Linked DNA regions of Mus musculus: region 2 is linked to region 1. Evidence: chromatin contacts called from public Hi-C data. All regions are on one chromosome and are shown on one strand. Each heading gives the region's core, a stretch centred on a gene start, on an enhancer-like site or on the middle of the called end of the contact. The rest is flanking DNA. Distances are from core to core; before and after follow the strand shown. Region 1 overlaps Gm33696 (a long non-coding RNA gene). Region 2 has its middle 81 kb from the start of Gm41423.

Evidence for each region. Hi-C and Micro-C count contacts between places; a contact is called where the count stands out from the background.
Region 2: a Hi-C map of uterus shows a contact between it and region 1, with 2.7 times the contacts expected there. The contact joins two enhancer-like sites. A contact is called at or near these places in 4 of 39 promoter capture datasets (the 3T3-L1 cell line, cranial neural crest, embryonic stem cells and 1 more), 3 of 484 Hi-C or Micro-C datasets (adipose-derived mesenchymal stem cells and uterus), 1 of 115 datasets of contacts at active chromatin or transcription factors (cardiomyocytes) and 3 of 9 other capture datasets (adipose tissue, embryonic tail and embryonic trunk).

The regions. Positions count from the first base shown.
Region 1 is chr16:14,892,177-14,895,824 of GRCm38.p6, forward strand. Gm33696 (a long non-coding RNA gene) reads right to left here. Exons shown (of 3, transcript XR_384708.4): 3 at 291-592. Among named protein-coding and RNA genes, the nearest start is that of Efcab1, 13 kb to the right of the region's middle. Within about 2 kb of position 1,880, at least 37 of the 459 cell types and tissues checked have an H3K27ac peak or open chromatin away from gene starts, as enhancers often do. A contact at or near this core is called in uterus, where this site is marked.
Region 2 is chr16:15,193,607-15,197,254 of GRCm38.p6, forward strand. No RefSeq gene overlaps it. Among named protein-coding and RNA genes, the nearest start is that of Gm41423, 81 kb to the left of the region's middle. RefSeq lists an enhancer at 807-2,510. Within about 2 kb of position 1,960, at least 100 of the 459 cell types and tissues checked have an H3K27ac peak or open chromatin away from gene starts, as enhancers often do. A contact at or near this core is called in uterus, where this site is marked.

The DNA of each region.
Region 1 (3,648 bases), core at 630-3,129:
ATAACTGCTCATGACCCAATTATAAAAGTAAGATATAGCATTTGCAGATACTTGTTGAAGTAATGCCCTGTCTCTCAAAACCAAATCTTCTCTCAGCTTCTCTGGGCTGCCATATTAAGAAACACCATAAACATGGGTGGCTTATAACAACAGGAATTTATTTCTAAATATTCAGAGATACAAGACTGAGGTGATAGCAGATCCAGTTCCTGGGGAAAGCCAGCCTCCCCTTAATCATCAGCTGTCCTTTTGCTACATTAACATGGAGAAAAGAGACAAACTTCTCTGGGACTTCTTTTATTGAGACACAAAACCAAGGCTTGAGGCTTCTATATAAAGAGCAAATCGCCTCCCAGTGTTGCATCTTGAAATTTTGCCACAACCTTGAGGAATGGCTTTCAACCTATTTAAAGCATAGGCATTCAGACACTAATACCACGGAATTTGTCACAGTTTGTTTAGGTCCTAAGGCTTCATGCTGATCCTGGAAGGACTTCCTTATACTTGACGTGTACTCTCCAAAGCACATCATTATCTCCAGGATACTGAAGGGCCATTCTTGTGTTTCATCTTCATTCACACCATAGCATGTCTAAAAGAGATAACACAATAGTCTCAGGACTTGCTCACTGTTGCCAGACCACCCTAGTCAGACTGGGAAAATTACTCAGTAGACAAAGCAGCTTATATTCCCCAAATGTTACAAGAGCAAGTTTTAAATATAAAATATTGAAGACCTATGGCCAACAGGATGGTTCCTCATATGTACTGGTTAGGTAGGAGTGTCCTTAGCTACTCTGTGGTGCAATGTGTACGTTGGCTTTACAGGAGCCTCTTCTAGGGTCCTCTGCTCCTAGGCAACTCAGAGGTGTTTTATACTGGATGGCGCCATTGATACATGAGTTGCTCATCCCACATAGAAGTTCTACAGTTCTGCTCTCAACTCAACAGAATTTCTTTTCCAGAGCTCCTCTTTCCAGTCTGCCCTATGAGCAACAAAGGAAGACAGAACTTCTCAAAATGAATGGACTCCAGTTCTCCCAGGAGTCAGACAGTTTATAGAAATTTTAAGGGAAACATTCCAAGGACCCTTTCCCAGAATCCTTATGAACCAGACTTTTCTATGGCAGGGCTTGGAGACCTTTAATTTTCAAAATACCCCATGGGTGTTTCATTGATGCAGAGGACACAGGTTTCATTGGTTTCACCCATATGTTTGCCTCACATCATGAGGCAGGAACTGCCTCTAAACTCCCACTAATTTTCTCCAGGTACCTTGTCAGTCACACAGATAACCTGTAAGGATTTTCAGAATATTCATTTGGAATGTAGAGGGACCTCGTTTTTAAGTCTCAGGTAGTACGAAGATGTAAGCCTGTAGCCTTGTCCAAAGTTAGGACTCCAATGTACCCTGTGACAAACTGTCAGCTTTAGGAATTCTGGTCAGTGGGTCAGCAGGGAACCCCAGGACACTTGAATGAGATCTTGGAGACTAGAGACCTATAGCATGGTGAGTAGCTGTCTACTTGGGGATGAAAGATGTTGTCTATAATTAGCTCATATTCAAGAAGGCAGGGGCTTGTAGGCACACAGTTTTGTTTCATGTTATTAAATCTGCTTCTGGGGCAAAATAGAATTTTTAAGTCTATTTCACAAAGAACAACTTTTGCAACCAGGGATGTAGATGAAATCCATCTCCTTTTCCCCCTCTTTCCCTCCTTCTCCTCTCTTTCCCTTCCCTCCCTGTTCACTGCAAGTCTCTAAGGCCGAGATCATTATCCAGGCAAAAGAAAGAGTGTGTGTGCTGTGGCCTTCACAAGGAGGCCTGTGGGTTTGGGCCAGGAGCAGGAATTCCCCACACAGACAGCAAGTCGGCTGCTGGGGATGAACTCAGCAGCTCTACAGAAAGCCCCTCTGTTCTCAAGCACCAAGGTGCCTGAGTGGCGTGTTCTGGAGGCCACAGAAGGAGGAACTGTTTGAAAAGGGGTGTTTTTTTCCCTAGAATACACAGCGATCCTATTTCCTTAGGGGTGCTGTAAAAACTAGCCATGACTAGATTGCCAAATGTAGCTAAAAGTCAGCAAGGATATTTATCTCCTCAGGCTAAAGTTGTTGGGATGGATCTCTCAGACCAACTTTGAATACTCAATAAATCAAAATGAAAGATTAAAATAAGAAAGCATTTGCTAAGCATGTTTGGAAAGAGCACTTTTATATTGCTATTTTTTCTTGCTCTGTGATTTTACTGGCTTTTTAATCCAATAAGAAATGTGCATGCATTTGAGGTGGGAAACAAAAACAGAAAAGGAAAAAGGTAACCGATTCTTGGAGCTTTGACTCTCAAGAGATTTTCAGGTGAAAAGAATTCAATAGCTAAATCTAAACTCAGTTGTTTTTATTAAGTGTAAAACACAAACAAACAAAAACGGGAAACAATCCCTGAAGGGCCATGACTGATGATCAAAAAAAAAAAAAAAAAATCTACTGAATTGTATTCTTTGTTTCTCTTTCATTAAAATGTAAGGACTGATTTCCTGGGAAGCCCCATCAATAATGTTAACTACTATGAATATGTGTGAGCATGTGACTTGCTGGAATGCACAGGGAGACACTTCCCAGAGCCTGGTCTCTGGTGTGTAATGTGAAAGTGTCTTACTTGTTTAGAGAACAACATTGCACAACAAAGTTTAGGAGGCCCTTTATAGCTTAGAGGCTGTCTCTTGCTGTAGCTTGGCTTAACCTTCTGGACAGCCGCAAAGCCTCTGCTTCTGCTAAAACATACAACTGGGGGCTGGCTGCCTCTTCTGAGTCCAAATCAGACAAGCAAGTACTGCAGCTGTTCTTCTTATGGGTGGGGCTCCACCTACTTGCACATCCATAAGCCTACAGAGGACACAAGCATGCCAAGCAGTGTCTCTTAAAACTTTGCAGACTGAGCCATAACCTCAGTATCCAATGGCTATATTTGTAGATGACCTTTAATGGCATAATTAAGTTAAATGAGTTCATTAAGGTGGGTCTAAGTCAATATGACTGGATATGTCAACATGCCTTTGCTGGAAGACTTGAAAACACAAACACTTAACAAGGGGGATCATATGAAACACAGAGGTGATGAGAGGATGACCATCGGCAAGTCCAGGAGAGAAGACTCAGGTTGCATCAGCCTTGACAACACTTCCACCTTGGACTGCTAAACAATAGATTTCCAGCTGGCCCTCTGTGGTGGTAGCCAAAGAAGTTGATATAACTTTGAGCAATGCCTAGGATTCCTGCTCTCCAGTTTTAAACAAAAAAGGCAGTTCTGCTTTAGGCACAGATAAATCTGCCTCATTCTGGGATGGCAGTGAGGATACATTAAGTACCTAACATAAAATGTGGTAAAACACGCAAAGCAAGCAAACATGCTCATGAGCTTCAAGTGCATAAACACACAGCTGCTTTCAGATGACAGGACTCTGCTGTTCACTTGAGCATCTCTGCAAGGGAAAGCCTGCTTTCTAATACAAATAATAATGAAAGCCAAATCTGTACCTAAGCCAAGCAAGAAAAGCCTACAAGCCAGATTTGAGCAAGGTCTAGCTCTCAAATGACAGTGTATACATGTCTGTCGAAAACACTCAGCAATGGGGCATTTGGACATGGAAA
Region 2 (3,648 bases), core at 710-3,209, 300 kb after region 1:
ACAAAGCAGAAACCAAGCAGCAGGAAAGAGTCACTAAAAAACTGCCCATTTCTGGTTTGTGGGGGGAAAACCATGCTCTATTCCTGCATAGAACCCTCCAGATCCTTATTTCTAATCATGTGCCTTTTATTCTATAGCCAGTGCTTTGAAAAAGTGTAGACATTATATGATACCAGTCCCACTTTTACTATCTGACATTGGATAAGCTGACCTACTCTTTTTTAGATGAGCTGAGTTTCCCATCAGTAAAATGGACATGTGCTCACCACAGTGTTATGCTAGGAAGTGTTGTGCTTGGTCCCTGATACTAGCAGCAAATGCAAGCTTGCCTTTCCAGATGCTTACATAGGAAGGTCACAGGGAACCCACAGCTTATTCATTGTATCCTTTTGTTTGCTCTCCAGGGTTTGCTAATTTGGGCAAGGAAAAGGAGATAGAAGGCCAAAACCCATCTACCTATTCTCTTGAACACTTGTTCTCAAAATTCCTTGTGATCCTAGGCAAAGGAATGTAAGACCTGGCCAGGGGCCCAGCAGCAAAGGTCCAGCAGCTAGAGGGTGGGTATGCAGATCTCACAGGAAGCCCACTGTTTGATAGATCTCTTTCTATGAGCAGACAGACAAATGAGCCAATGACAAAGGAAACACCATCAGATGTGTTAGGCAGTACATCCATTCTACCCAGGCAGTGCTTTCAGATACCCTAACCTACCTTCAGCCATCAGAGAGAAAGAGCGTTCTTCCTGAGCCACACACCCAGGAAGCCATTCCTCATCTTTAGAGGCATACTGGAACTTAAAATGATGGGGCAGAGTTGTGTTTCTGATCAGTTTGAGTGCATTTAGTTTTTTAGGCTCAGGGTTATTAAATGATAATACGGTGACAAAGATTTGGATAATGACAGGTAATAATGGGATAGCCCCTGCCTGGTGAGCCTCAGCAGCTGCACCTTCCAGGTTCTCAGAAAAAAGAGTAGTGCTCAGAAATGATGTCCTCAACATTGGCCCTGATTCTCCTTCCTTCAGAGTAGTTGACGAAGTGTCTGGCTGCATGTGTACAATGGGGAGGCACTCATTAAATGTTCTTAGATTAACCATACCTTCTTAGCATCAGAGTTTTGATCACATTCCCTTCCATACTAAAAGATCCTCCACACTCAATATGTCCCCAGTGTCTTCTTACAAGGCCTAGGACTCAGGACCAGCCTCATCCAAGGTCACAGCTGCATGTCCAAGTCATACCTTTTCCCACTAAGTGGATATTACTGAAGCTCTGAGCTGCATTTCTACTCCATCTAGCTAGTAAGTGTACTTGAACCTTAAAGAAATTATCTCTGGCTTTATTGTACTGCTGCCTTGAAACCATTTTCTCTTCCTTCACTCTCTGTCTTCCCTCCCTTTAAGAACCTTCTCTCCTGGGAGGATATGACGAGGATCCAGCTCTGGCCAGGCTCCCACAAAGACTTGGAAAGGGGCCTTCACAGAAGGTACTTGTCCCCTCCCTGGCTTTCAGCACATACCCAGGAATGTCTGCCAAGCTCTTCTGTTTCATCTCTATTTTGTACATTAACACAAGTCCAGCCATACATTTTGCCCATCCAGGATTTCACTCTGGGAAAGTGAAGATCCACTTGCACTACAGCAGAGGAAGGGGTTAGGATCTTTCTAGGAGGCAGCAAAATCAAAAGGACTCAATGCTAAGTGTCCCTCAGAACATCCTCTGATTTCCCAAGGCTGAAGGAAGGAATTATTCTGAAGGTATTAATAGAATGCAGATGTTGGAGAATGTGGCTTTAAATTCTGCTGAACAAATGACCCTGTTGGGAGGTCGTTTCCAGTCTCCAGGGACATTCCACAGAGGGCCCAGCTGATTGTCTCATATTGAAACAACATGTCCAAGACACATTCCAGCCTAAAGCAAGCGGAACAGGGCTACTCTGACCAAGTATAAATCATGAGGCAAAGGGCAACTACATCCCTCAGTGCTGCCCTCCTCCTTCCTGGTTCCCTCCACCTCCTCCACCTACCCCCAAGGAAAACAGAGTTTGAGTAAGAGGCTGCCAAGCCAGGCCGCTGAGGCGCCGGCTGGCTGGCAGCACACATGCTGCAGCTTGGGAAGCTTGCTTCTAGCTTTCCATGCTGTGGCCCTGATGGTTTTGCTTCAGTTCAGTTGCTCTTTGTTTCTGGTCTTCAGTCAAGTCCCAAACCACCAGGCTTCTCTAGAGAATTCAGTCTGACATTTTAAGAGTTAACACCAGAGCCCCCTGGACAGAAGGGCAGATAAGAGAAATTCTGGTGGGAGATGGATGCCGGAAGAACAGGGTAGAGGATTTCTTTAGAAAGTGAATGTGTTACTTGTGAAAATATTAGCCATCCAATAAAAAGAATGAAGTGTCTTTCAAGAGACAGTTTGCCAAAATGGAAAGAAAGTCTTCTTTCAAAGACAGCCAGACCTGGCACTGTTTGGTGAGCTGTGTGTTCAGGACAGACACAAATTAGCTGGTTTAGGGTGGAAGGCATTCCCCAGCAGCCTTTGGCTGGCCACTGTATGTTGGGAGCCGCGCCCACATTCGCCGTTACAAGATGGCGCTGACAGCTGTGTTCTAAGTGGTAAACAAATAATCTGCGCATGTGCCAAGGGTATCTTATGACTACTTGTGCTCTGCCTTCCCCGTGACGTCAACTCGGCCGATGGGCTGCAGCCAATCAGGGAGTGACACGTCCGAGGCGAAGGAGAATGCTCCTTAAGAGGGACGGGGTTTCGTTTTCTCTCTCTCTTGCTTCTCTCGCTCTTGCTTCTTGCTCTCTTGCTTCTTGCTCTCTTGCTTCTTGCACTCTTGCTCCTGAAGATGTAAGCAATAAAGTTTTGCCGCAGAAGATTCTGGTCTGTGGTGTTCTTCCTGGCCGGTCGTGAGAACGCGTCTAATAACAACTGTACTGGCTGAACCTGGCCTTTATAAGTTTGGTTTGTTATGAAAATGTGGGTGAGCCCACCATATCCTTTACTGGGGAAGTCTAACATCAGGCCCTGCCCACAAACCCACCTTCACTAGGCAAATGCAGAAGCTGTGGTCTAGATTTTCAAGGCCACCAGGGATGCTGCTGGTGATCTGAGAGGGCACCAGGTAGAACAGGAAGGGACATCTGTTCTCATGAATCAGAGGAGTTATTGGTAATAGGGATAGAACATCAACAGAAGCTGAGTGTCAATCAACATGGTGACATGAAGCTCCCTACATGGTCCCCTCTCCCTGCAGGTTCACCCAGCCAGCCAGACCCATGAGCAAATGCCCAAGTAATATTTGATGATTGTTAGTATTGAGACAGAGCTACTACTTAAACCAGATATCCTTTAAAATGCAGGGCCAAGTTTGGACTCTGGTGCAGGAGACAGGATGAGGATGTCAACCAGATGGAGCATGTCCTTAACTCAAACCTCCCATGTCTTCAGCCTGCCACTGAACTATGTGTCCTTGTGTGTGATGTGTACATGGTTTGTTGTGAGAAGTCTTGCTCCTATGGACATGGACAGAGGAGTTCCCAGAAGGATGCAGGCAGTCTATCTTTCTTAGAAAAATAATTTGAAGTAGAAGCAACATTTGAAAGGTTTTCACCCATACATGGGTGTGTGAACAAATATGGGGGAGGGG